Regions from separate parts of the Mus musculus genome. Here region 2 is linked to region 1. A link is a contact called in public Hi-C data. All regions are on one chromosome and are shown on one strand. Each heading gives the region's core, a stretch centred on a gene start, on an enhancer-like site or on the middle of the called end of the contact. The rest is flanking DNA. Distances are from core to core; before and after follow the strand shown. Region 1 has its middle 17 kb from the start of Gm7538. Region 2 has its middle 47 kb from the start of Gm31314.

Evidence for each region. Hi-C and Micro-C count contacts between places; a contact is called where the count stands out from the background.
Region 2: a contact with region 1 is called in a Hi-C map of uterus, with 2.1 times the contacts expected there. The contact joins two enhancer-like sites. A contact is called at or near these places in 3 of 484 Hi-C or Micro-C datasets (nephron progenitors and uterus) and 1 of 9 other capture datasets (embryonic stem cells).

The regions. Positions count from the first base shown.
Region 1 is chr5:119,180,383-119,185,807 of GRCm38.p6, reverse strand. No RefSeq gene overlaps it. Among named protein-coding and RNA genes, the nearest start is that of Gm7538, 17 kb to the left of the region's middle. Within about 2 kb of position 2,212, at least 8 of the 459 cell types and tissues checked have an H3K27ac peak or open chromatin away from gene starts, as enhancers often do. A contact at or near this core is called in uterus, where this site is marked.
Region 2 is chr5:119,478,160-119,483,584 of GRCm38.p6, reverse strand. No RefSeq gene overlaps it. Among named protein-coding and RNA genes, the nearest start is that of Gm31314, 47 kb to the left of the region's middle. Within about 2 kb of position 2,669, at least 11 of the 459 cell types and tissues checked have an H3K27ac peak or open chromatin away from gene starts, as enhancers often do. A contact at or near this core is called in uterus, where this site is marked.

The sequences.
Region 1 (5,425 bases), core at 963-3,462:
CTTGAGCATTGTTCCCCCTAGGGTGTTATCAGTTCTTTGTTTTTGAGACAGCTTCTCCTATTGGATCCTTGCACTCCTGGCTGGCTGGCCAGCAAGCTCAAGAACTGTCCTGTGTCTGCCCACCCAGCCCTGCAATTATACACATCACTTTGCCTCCCTGGCTCTTTTAACATATATCCTCACACCCTCGTGTTTGGCTAGACATATGCCTATCTCTCCAGACCCCTCGACTAGCTTTGACTTGAGACTCAAGTTTCCTTCAAGATAATTGGGGTGTAAGAAAAAAAGAGCATATTCAGCTTACATACCCTGATTCTATTGTTCCACCCATAGCAATCATCAGAGATAAATCTTTCCATCCTCTCTTGTGAAGTGTGGTCTCAAGATTTGTTCCCACTCAGGGAACCCCATCTACCCAATCCAAATAGACTTTGAGACTCTCCTTTGTCATTTATGCAACCAATGATTCGGGACCTGCATCTTACATGCACACGTATATGTATGTGTATGTGTATATATACTGCATGTATCCTGTAGGGCATTGTGCCTGCCACTATCACCCTAAATAAGTGTGTCCAGCCAACTTCTATAAGTTGCCTATACATGACAACCATTAGGATTAAAGTTTACAAAGAGCGGGCTGGCAAGTTGGCTCAGTGGGTAAAGGTGCTTGCCACCAAGTCTGATGATCTGATTGGGCTCCAGGGTCTTCCATGGCCAAAGCAGTGGAACAACTCCTCCAAGTGGTTCCCTGACCTCCACATGTGAATGAATAAATGAATGTAATTAAGATTTTTTCCAAATAGTAATATAGACTCAATTAAAAGTAGGGGTGTCAAAGCACTCACCCCAAAAATCTTCCAGGAGGATATAGAGCTAATTGCATAGAAGGCACAAATGGGAACAACCTCAAAGTGACCCAGGTGACAATTATAGATCATTAGCCAGCTCCACCTCAATCCCAGGGGACTTGGAAACTGGGCAGGACCCACAGTGCCATTTCTCCACAGACCCTAGACAATCCTCCCTCAGCCGTGACTCACTTCTCTGCCTCCGGCTGATGAAGGCTGTGGCCTGCTTCTCAGATGTCTCCAGAAAGAAGAATATCAACTTGTGGGATCCATCTGAGGAGGGTTTTTACACAATGTCCAGGATTGACAAATCTCTCTTGGACTGAGCTCAGCAGTCAAGACTGACATACGGCAGAGGGACGCTTGCCTAAAGCAATTTCACTTGGTTTTGGAAGAATCTTTGGCCCAGATGAGAACAATATGAGGGTCTGAGCCCAGGTTCCCTTTGTGCCCTGATGTTACCAGACTACTGGCCTTGAGCATCACATGACTGTGAGCTCTTCATCTACCAACCCCGGTGTCAATGGAGATAAATTCTGAGCCCCCATAGAAGGAGGGAGGAAGGCACTCGACTCTGTCAGTCCATGAAACTCAACGCAGCATCCGACTTCCCATAGTCCAGGATCTTCTCTGACTCAGACATGTGGGCACTCATGATTGACCTCATTTGTCTGTCACCCTGATACAGACACTCTGGCTCTGTGGAAGCATGGGATGCCTTATGCCTCAAGAACAGTGCTATGTGGAAGGACGAGGGGTTGTCTGCTTCTTGCTAGGGCTCTGCACTGCTTCCTGCTTTGTGTTAGACTCAGACATCCAGGTCTACTTTCAGCTGGAAAGGGGTATCAAAACCAGGCAAGACTCAGCTAAACCTGTAGCACCTTTTCTAGGGGAGTCTGCTTTACGTAGTAAATCTTGCACTTGGATGTTGCATGCACGGGCACACACAGCCTCCACATGGTGGGTGGGTGGGTGATGATCCCAAGACAAACTTCCTCCCTACGGGTCAGCATTGCTTAAGAAAAACAAGAGGCTGACTCTGAGAAGCCACGAGGATGGTGAGAGTCAGCCCAGAGCAGAACCTGCACTGCATTCCCTGGTGAGGATGCCCTGTGGTGGAGGAGTCAGCCCCTCATTAGGGAGGGAGCATTGAGAGCACTCATTAGGGAGGACTGGGTGTCCTTCCTAGGAGTGTGCTTATTTGACAGCCAGAGGCAACAAGTTGTAGAGAAGGGGGGAGAGAGGACAAAGAAAACAGAAGAAAGATTCTTCAAGAACAAAGGCATCCACTCCAGTCTGCCAAAACCTCATAAAACTGTAAACTGTTATGGAGTGTATAAACACATCGAGAAAAATAGAAGCACCGGGGCTCAGAAGCCAGGAAATGGCAGATTCTTTATCTGCCTTACCACGGACGCTCACTCACTGTTACTGGATCTGGTTGGTACATAATAAATACCCAAGAAATACCTGTGAAATGAGCGCATGACAGGAAGAAACTGCGTGACTGGGACTGTCTGGGAAGGTGTCGAGGACTAGATGGATTGTGGGGGATGGGTAGAAGGTAGATAACTGGAAGATAGATATAATCCAGGAAAGCCATGACTTCAACAAAGATCCCCCTGGGAGGGTGAACTTGTGATGTTGAGAGATGGTTGGGTCAGGGGAAGTCAGGTTGCACCACAGTGTATTTCTCCGAAAGTTTACTGACTCTGTGTCCCAGGGACCGACTAGTCTATGCTGTATGGAGCCAGAGGGAGGCTGTCAACAGTTCTCCACACAGCAACTCAGCGACCCAGGCATATTAACAAAAGAGGGAAGGACCCCGATTTTATACACGGTCCAAGGTGAGGAGAGAATGCAGTTCTGTTATTTGGTGGCCTCGTGGATGATGCTGGAGGGCACTGTGATGGGGAAGGATAAACATCCCAATTCTCAGCCATGTGTGGAAAGTAAAAGAAGAATGGAGATTGCCAAAGAGAAGGAAGGAAGGACACAGGGAGATAGGATGGTGGATATCAACACACACAGAGTACCCTCTCTGTGGGAGTGGGTTTGAGCTGCCACGCAGTGAAGAGTGGGGGAGGTCACAGGGATTTATTAGGTATTTTATAAAGAACAGGAGAAAGTATCAGAAGACTCCCAGCATGAAACATAGTCAGTTTCCAGGGAGACACCATGCTAATTGATACATGATCAGTATCCAAAGCTTATAGATTTACTTCGTTTTACATTGTACTTCATGAGCACATCTGGTTATTATGCAGCAACTAAAAATATATAAATAAGCTGGGCACAGTGGTACCTACCTACAGTCCCAGCACTTGGTAGACTGAGACAGGAGGATTAGGAGTTCAGTGCCAGCTTTGGCTACAAATGAGTCAGAAGCCAGCTTGGATTACATGAGATCTTGTCTCAAAAGTAGATAGATAGATAGATAGATAGATAGATAGATAGATAGATAAACAGACAGACAGACAGACAGATAGACAGACAAATAAGTAGATACATAAATAGATAGAAGATAGACAGACAAATAGGTAATTTTAATGCACAATTTTCCTAAAAAATCATACAATAGCCAACAGGCCTCTAAAGAGATACTCAACACCAATAATGAATCCTAGGGAAACTCAAATCAAATATGCAGTGACACATCATCCAGACACTCAGAATAGCTGTCCCCAAATGACTGACAACTATTAGTGAGAGGGAAAACAGTGAGACCTTCAAACTCTCTTGGGTGACACCATTTTGGAAACTAGGTCTACCAGAAGTCCACTTCTGAGTTTGGATCATACTAAGTAACTGAAGTCAAGACCCCAGGGGATGTCTGTAACTCTCCTCACAATCATGACGTACTTTCCACGGTGACTGAAGTATAAACATAGCAGATATGTCCATCAGCAGAGGAGTAGGTCAGGAAGATGAGTCCTACAGGCAAGAAAACAGAACCTATGCCACCTGTGACAACACAGCTGACCCAGAAGACATCGTGCTAATTGAAATAAGTCAGATGTGAAGGACAAACCTCACCTGATTTCTTCTATGAGAGACTTGACTTACCACATACACAGCTGTGCATGTATGACCACACCCAGCATACTGCTGTTGTATTCTTTATTTTCAAATATGTGTGTGTGTGTGTGTGTGTGTGTGTGTGTGTGTGTGTGTGTGTGTATTTGGTGTTTGCTTCCACATTTGTCTGTGCACCACATGAGTGCAGGCAGTGTCTGTGGAGTCCAGAAGAGGGTGTCAGATCCCTCTAGAACTGGAGTTGCTGAAGGTTGTGAGCTGCATGTGAGTGCTGAGAACTGAACCCAGGTCCCCTGGAAGAGCATCCCTGGCTCCTAACCAGGAGCCACCTGTGCAATCCAGTGCTGCTTTTTTTCTAAATAGCAAAGTAGGCTGGCAGTTCCATAAGAAAAAGAGGTAAGCTTCAAGGAGTCGTCATCAGAGTCACAGAGCCCCCTTAGATGCAAGTAGTCTGTGGCTCTTTGCACAGAACTTCAGAAAAACAATAGAGATCCTTTTCTATGTCTTCACCTTTTATGTAAAGCACATGGGGGCTAGAGCACATGAGGCAAACTCGGAGGACAGCAGAACTCTTTCCCATTCTAGTTCATCATCCACCAGTCTCTCCTTTCCCTACCAGGCAGATTCTATCTGTCTGTCTATCTATCTATCTATCTATCTATCTATCTATCTATCTATCTATCTATCATCTATCTTCTATCTATAATCTATCAATATATCAGTCAATCTATCTATAATCTCTCTCTCTATGTGTGCGTGTGTATGTATATATACAGTAGGTGGTAGGTAGATTATATATATGTAGATTATATATATGTGTGTGTGTATATATATATACACAGTAGGTGATAGGTAGATTATATATGTAGATTATATATCATATATAATCTATATATCTACTATCTCTATCTATCTATCTATCTATCTATCCATCCATCTATCTATCTATCATCTATCTATCTACCTATCTACCACCTATCTGTCTGTCTCTCTATCTATTGGATTTTAAAAGAATATTTCTGTGTAGCCCAGGTTACACTGTTATTAATCATGTAGAATATGCTGACCTAAAACAGGTAGCAATGCTCCTGCCTCAGACTCCCAGCTGCTGGATACAGCCAGGCACCACCACACCCATCTTTTTATTTGCTTTTGAGATGAAATCCCAGTGTGTAGCCCAAGCTTTCCTTGAACTTGCTATGTAGTCCAGGCTGGTCTCAAATTTGTAATCCTCCTGCCTCAGCCTGTTGACTACTAGGATATGTGGTATGTGCCAGCATGCTTAACTAAGACACTATTATTGTTTTTCTTTTATGTGTCAATGTAACCTGTGTGTGCAGCTGTCCACGGAGGACATTAGATTCCCTGGAATGGAATCAGAGTTACAGGCAGTTGTGATCTAGCATGTGGGATGATGGGAATTGAACCTGGGTCCTCTGCACAAGGACCCATGGCTGATACAGCTCCCCAGGACCCTAAACCCCATTATTCTCAATGTGCCAGTCAGCCAAGACCTCCAAGAACAAGATCCTGAGAGT
Region 2 (5,425 bases), core at 1,420-3,919, 300 kb before region 1:
GATGTATCACAATACTGTCCTTGATTCTGCACAGAGAGGGTTGCAGCCTTACTATGCATCTAGAAAATATGTTCGGGAGGCTAAAATCCTGACCACACCTTCTCAGCAAGGCCAAGCTCCCTTCTCCATCCCGGTTCCAGAAGAACCACGCAGCTCGGGCTGAGGAAATGGTTCGTTCAGCAAGGAGCTGGCTAGATAGGAAATGAAGGCCTGGGTTCGAGCCTATGTAAGAACCCATGCTTGTAATCCCGATGCCCGATGCAGAGCAAGGGGAGACAGGCAGATTCCCGAGGCCTGCTGGCCAGGCAGCGTATCCAACAGTGAGCTCTAGGTTCAGTGTGAGACCCTGCCCTCTTAAAAAAACCCAACCTCGGGCTTCCACGTACAAGCGTACACATGTGCAGATACACCAGCAGACATAGCAGACATGACCGTGCACACACGGTCCTATATATAGGCACACCTTCCTTTGTGTGATTGTGCAGGTGGCCCCATTACGCCTTCTTGTGTCCTCAGGCACGAGCTCCCAGCTCTGCATTGTTCAGATACTCCAGTTCTTCAGTGGCTCAGTAGGTGCTTGCTGTGGCTTCTCAATGAGACTTCTGCTGCCCCAGTCCTGGTGAAGTCTCCCTCCTTCACTAGATAGCTAAGGAACCAGTAGGATGTTTCGGATGTAAACCCATGTGACCCTAAGGCTTGGTCATAAGACTTCCTTCTTGCTTTGTTTGCTGCTGTCTTATAGGAAGAATTTTAAAGCTTGCCCTTGGAGAGGTCTATGCAGGGGAGGAGCTGAAGCCTCCTGCTGGGGCTGTGGTAGTGAAAGTGATTCCTCTACCCCAGGTGATCTATTGATGTGGGTGACATTCTGATTGTGTTCCAAGATGATGATGATGATGATGGTGATTATTTTAAATATTTATTTATTTATTTCATGTACATGAGTACACCATTGCTCTCTTCAGACACACCAGAATAGGGCATGGGATCCCATTACAGATGGTTATGAGCTGCCCTGTGGTTGCTGGGATTTGAACTCAGGACCTCCGGAAGAGCAGTCAGTGCTCTTAACCACTGAGCCATCTATCTCTCCAGCCCTCAAGAGCACTTTTAACCTCAACACAGCTAAGTTACCCTCAAGTAACTTCCCAAATGAGTTAATAAGCAGTTACTTAAATAATTGAAAATTACTTTTTTATTTTATGTCTATACAGACATAAAATGTGTACCTGCATGAACTTATGTGCACCACTGTGCATTCGGTGCCTGAGGAGACCTGAGGGCATCAGATCTCTTGGGACTGAAGTTACAGGTGGTTATGCAATGGGGTGGGGGTGGGGGAACCTGACTCCTGTCCTCTGCAAAATCAGTAAGTGCTCTTAGCCAACAAGCCATCTCATCAGTCCCCATAATTCTTATTTAGGTAGTGTCCTGCAGTAGATGGGGCCTAGGGTCTCATGCATATCAAGCAAGTTTGGCTTGAACTCATTAGGTAGTCCAAGCTGGTTTCAAATTTGGGATGGTCTTGCCTCAGTTTCCAGGGTGCTAGGACTGCAGGTGCTTGCACCCTCAGGCCTGGTTTTGCTTTTGTTTTAAGTTGCTATTTATTGAGGTGATTTGTTAAGGATGAAAACAACATTTCTGTTGTTTGTTTGTTTGTTTGTTTCCAAACAGACTGAGAAATCAATGAGTGTACTGGTTCACAGACTTATTGCTAGATTTTAGGCCAATAGGATCTTCTCTCTCGGAACCTCTGTTTCCCCACCTGTAAAGTGGAAAGCTGGTGGCTGTGAGGAAGGGGTCAGTGGGAAACACAGGCAAGGCGTGGGGCAGAAGGTTTGGTAGGATCACAATGAATGTTATAGCATACCAGGCAGAGTGGTCACAGTGGGCTACAGGGAAGATGTAGTTGTTGTCAAAGTTACCATCAGTTCCAGGTCTAAGACTAACAGCCTTGGTGCTGCAGAAAGCTCTCATTTCAGTGTGTGAGAGAGGCGATCAGATGGGGGAGCAAAATGAAGGCTGGTCCTAACAAGGGGTGAGGGGAGACCCCACACGATGATAACGGACATACATAGGAAAAGCCCCTCACCTCTCTCTTGACACTATTTACTTTCTTTTCTTCCCCTCCTCAACTTCCTTTCTTATTGGGCCAGTGAGGGTCACACAGTCCAGGTTGATTGCAAACTTGTAAGGCTGACCTTGAACTCTTGGTCTTGAACTCTGCCTTCGACATCTGGGTACTGGGATTATAGACATGCATCCTCAGTATGTCAGGTTTATGCTGGGGGAGTGGGGGCAGAGTTTTGTGTCTGCTAGTCAAACACCTATCAGCTAAACGACACCCACAGCCTCTGGCCCCCTCTTTAGAGTAGACGTTTGTGGCCTCTGTTATCTCTGGTTTAGGAGCAAAGGAAGCAGTCTTGAGTTAAATGAAAAACCTACGCTACCCTTCCCTCTGTATATGGTCTTGGACACATACATAGCGTATGTAGTCTGCCTGGAGCTCAGCTTTGCTGCTCTTCACTGGTTTTTAGCACTTGAACAAGACTGAGTTTGGTCCTAAATCTGACACTAGCACACACTTTCTGGGTGCCATGCGTGTTACCATGGTTACCCGCTTTTATGATTTGAGGCTCCGAGCTAGTTCCTCTCTTCTGGAAAAGTTCTGTTCCCATGGAAAAGATGGCTCCAGGAGAGATGAATCCAAGTTTCCCTTCCCACACATCCCCAGCGCAGGGCCCTTCTGGACTTCAAAGGGAAGCCCCACCAGGAAGCTGGACATGCTGTAAGTTCAGCAGGGGGAGAGATGGGAGCTGGCTTCAAGGACTGTTGAGCAGCTGTTTGACATCACACCAGGGTGGCCGAGGCTTTGGGGCCGAGCCTGTTTACTCCTCACAGATAACATCTCGAGTGGACCATGGGGAAGGATTGGGAGGATGCTCGGGGTCAACGTTCACCTTTGTAGTTGTTTAAATATCGATAATAAGGCATGTGAGGCGGCCTGGCCCCGGGTGAGGAGCCAGCGATGTGTTTGGAGATATCCGCACACGTTCACTAGGCAACTTCAGTCGGGGGCGTCTGCAGTCTCTTAGCGGAGCCAGTGAAGTTTGGCCATCATTCTTCAACTTGAGAAGGAGCTCGGTAACTCCTCATTAACAACCCTCCTTGCTCCAAACGCTTTCTGACACAGCAGAATGGCTCCCCATCTGTATCAAATAAGCCAGTGAATTTACCAGGAGGCCGTGCTCTCTAACCAGGCGCGATGAGAACAAGATGCTAATTGGCTTTCAGGAAACAAGGCTTTTCATGGACGGAGATGTTATGGAAACAACCGAGGGAAGAAAAAAAAAACGGCAAACCAGAACAATGGCTCTCCTTAACTGCAAGTTCTCCCCGAGTGTATTATAGGCTCATGTGCACTTCAATTTGCTCTCCCTAAGAAAGTTCCAGGAGGCCACATGTCTGCTAACTGTTTTGAAGCACAGACTAGTTTGTGGAACCCAATGTGAGAGAAGCCTCATTAGGGATACACTCTGGCACAGACCATGTAGGAAAGTAAGGGAGGACTCTTGTCAATGCACATAGAGTGTGGTAAAACTGGCATAGAGTCCATGAGCACTCCCTAGGCCCCGAAGGGGCTGAATGTCAAAGCTATCATAGTCAAGTCTAGAAATCGATGATTCTTCTTGGTTGCTGCCATGTTTTCTTTAGTTAACGATTCTTACTAGCAAAATACTATCGGTAAAACGAGTTTCAGTATGAGAGTTTTATACGTGCACATAAGGCACATAAAGTGTTTAGACCTTCTTCATGCCTTCACCCTGTGCTCCCCTGTTCTCCTTGTGCTCTCATGAATCGTCTTCCTCTTCCTAGCTGGTTTGCCTCCGACTGCCAGTGTGTGTGTGTGCGCATGTCTGTCTGTCTGTCTGTCTGTCTGAATGTGTTTCATTAGGGTTGTTTATAGAGTGTGGGTGATAGTATTTCTAGGAGCATGGGCATCTTGCCAGTGTCTACACCACTGAAGACAATCTCTCTCTCTCTCTCTCTCTCTCTCTCTCTCTCTTATCAACCATTAACTGATTACAAACCCCAATAGAGCTGTGTCACCCCAAGATCCCCTTCTCCTTTCCACACGGGAGCCAATGGGACCAATCTTGTAGGATTTAATTCAAAGCCTTGAGTTTGCATTGAATCCATCATTCAATGTTTCATTAAGCTTTGCCTTGTTTGTTTGGAATCTGGGATCCTTCTTCAAATGTTGTCACAGAAGCAATGGATAAAAGAGAGAAGAGACAAAGGAAAAGAAATCTCATACCCACAACAGTGTAGTGATTAAGATTCACTTCCAAGAAGCCAGCAAAGCCTGTCTTCATTTGCCTTTCCTCCTGGTTCCCTCACAAGACCCCAGCAAACCACAGGATTCTCTGGAAAGTCAAATAATGCCCGAGGAATCCCCAGATGTGTGTTTAGTCTTGTGGAAGAAATGCACTGTCTGGATGGGACCAGCATTCTACCCTTGACATGCAATCGCCACAATGGGTGTGTGTGTGTGTGTGTGTGTGTGTGTGTGTGTGTGTGTGTGAGTGTGAGACACCTTACTGAATCCAGAGCTGGAGCTATAACTATCAGTCCTAAGAGATAAACGTGTTACCTGACATTCAGTGTGTGGGCCACTGATGAGCTATGCTGACACCAGTGGGCTGGGTGGGGTCACATTCATTTCACCCCCTTAACATTTCTTAGCAACTTGATAGAGTGATCCAGAGATGCGGGGGGATTGAAGAAGGCATCCCAGCTTCAAGGAGGAAGCCAGTGTCACACCTCTCATTTCTAGATTTAGCTCTTTATGACAAAAACTCATTATTCTAAACTGGGAGACCAGCTTGTAGTGACTCACTGCTGTCTCTTCTCCTTCTCTCTTTCTTTCTCTCTCTAACAAAATAACAATGTAATCAGACCCCTGGAATGTGTCTCCCCAAGAGGCATAAACTCAAGAGGCTTGGTTGATTCATTGTTTCCATGAGAGATAGCTCACAGGGGCCAAACAGATATTTACAAACATCCTGAGCGCTCAGTGCTGTCAAGGCTGACTTGATGTAAATAAATGTTCGCATCTCTCCACCCTCTCTCTCTTCCCACCCTCATCCATTCGGCTCTGAGCCAGATCGGTGTCCTATAAGTAGAAGTCTCTAGAACAGTGGTTTCCCAAACTTCCTAATGCTGCAACCATTTAAGACAGTTCCTCATGTTGTGGTGACTCCCAATCCTAAAATTATTTTGTTGCTACTTTATAACTGTAATTTTGCTACTGTTATGAATTATAATATAAATATCTAATGTGCAGGATATCTGATATTCGAATCTGTGAAAGGGTCATTTGAACTCCTGGTTGAGAACTGCTGATCTAGAAGACTCTGCCAAGTTC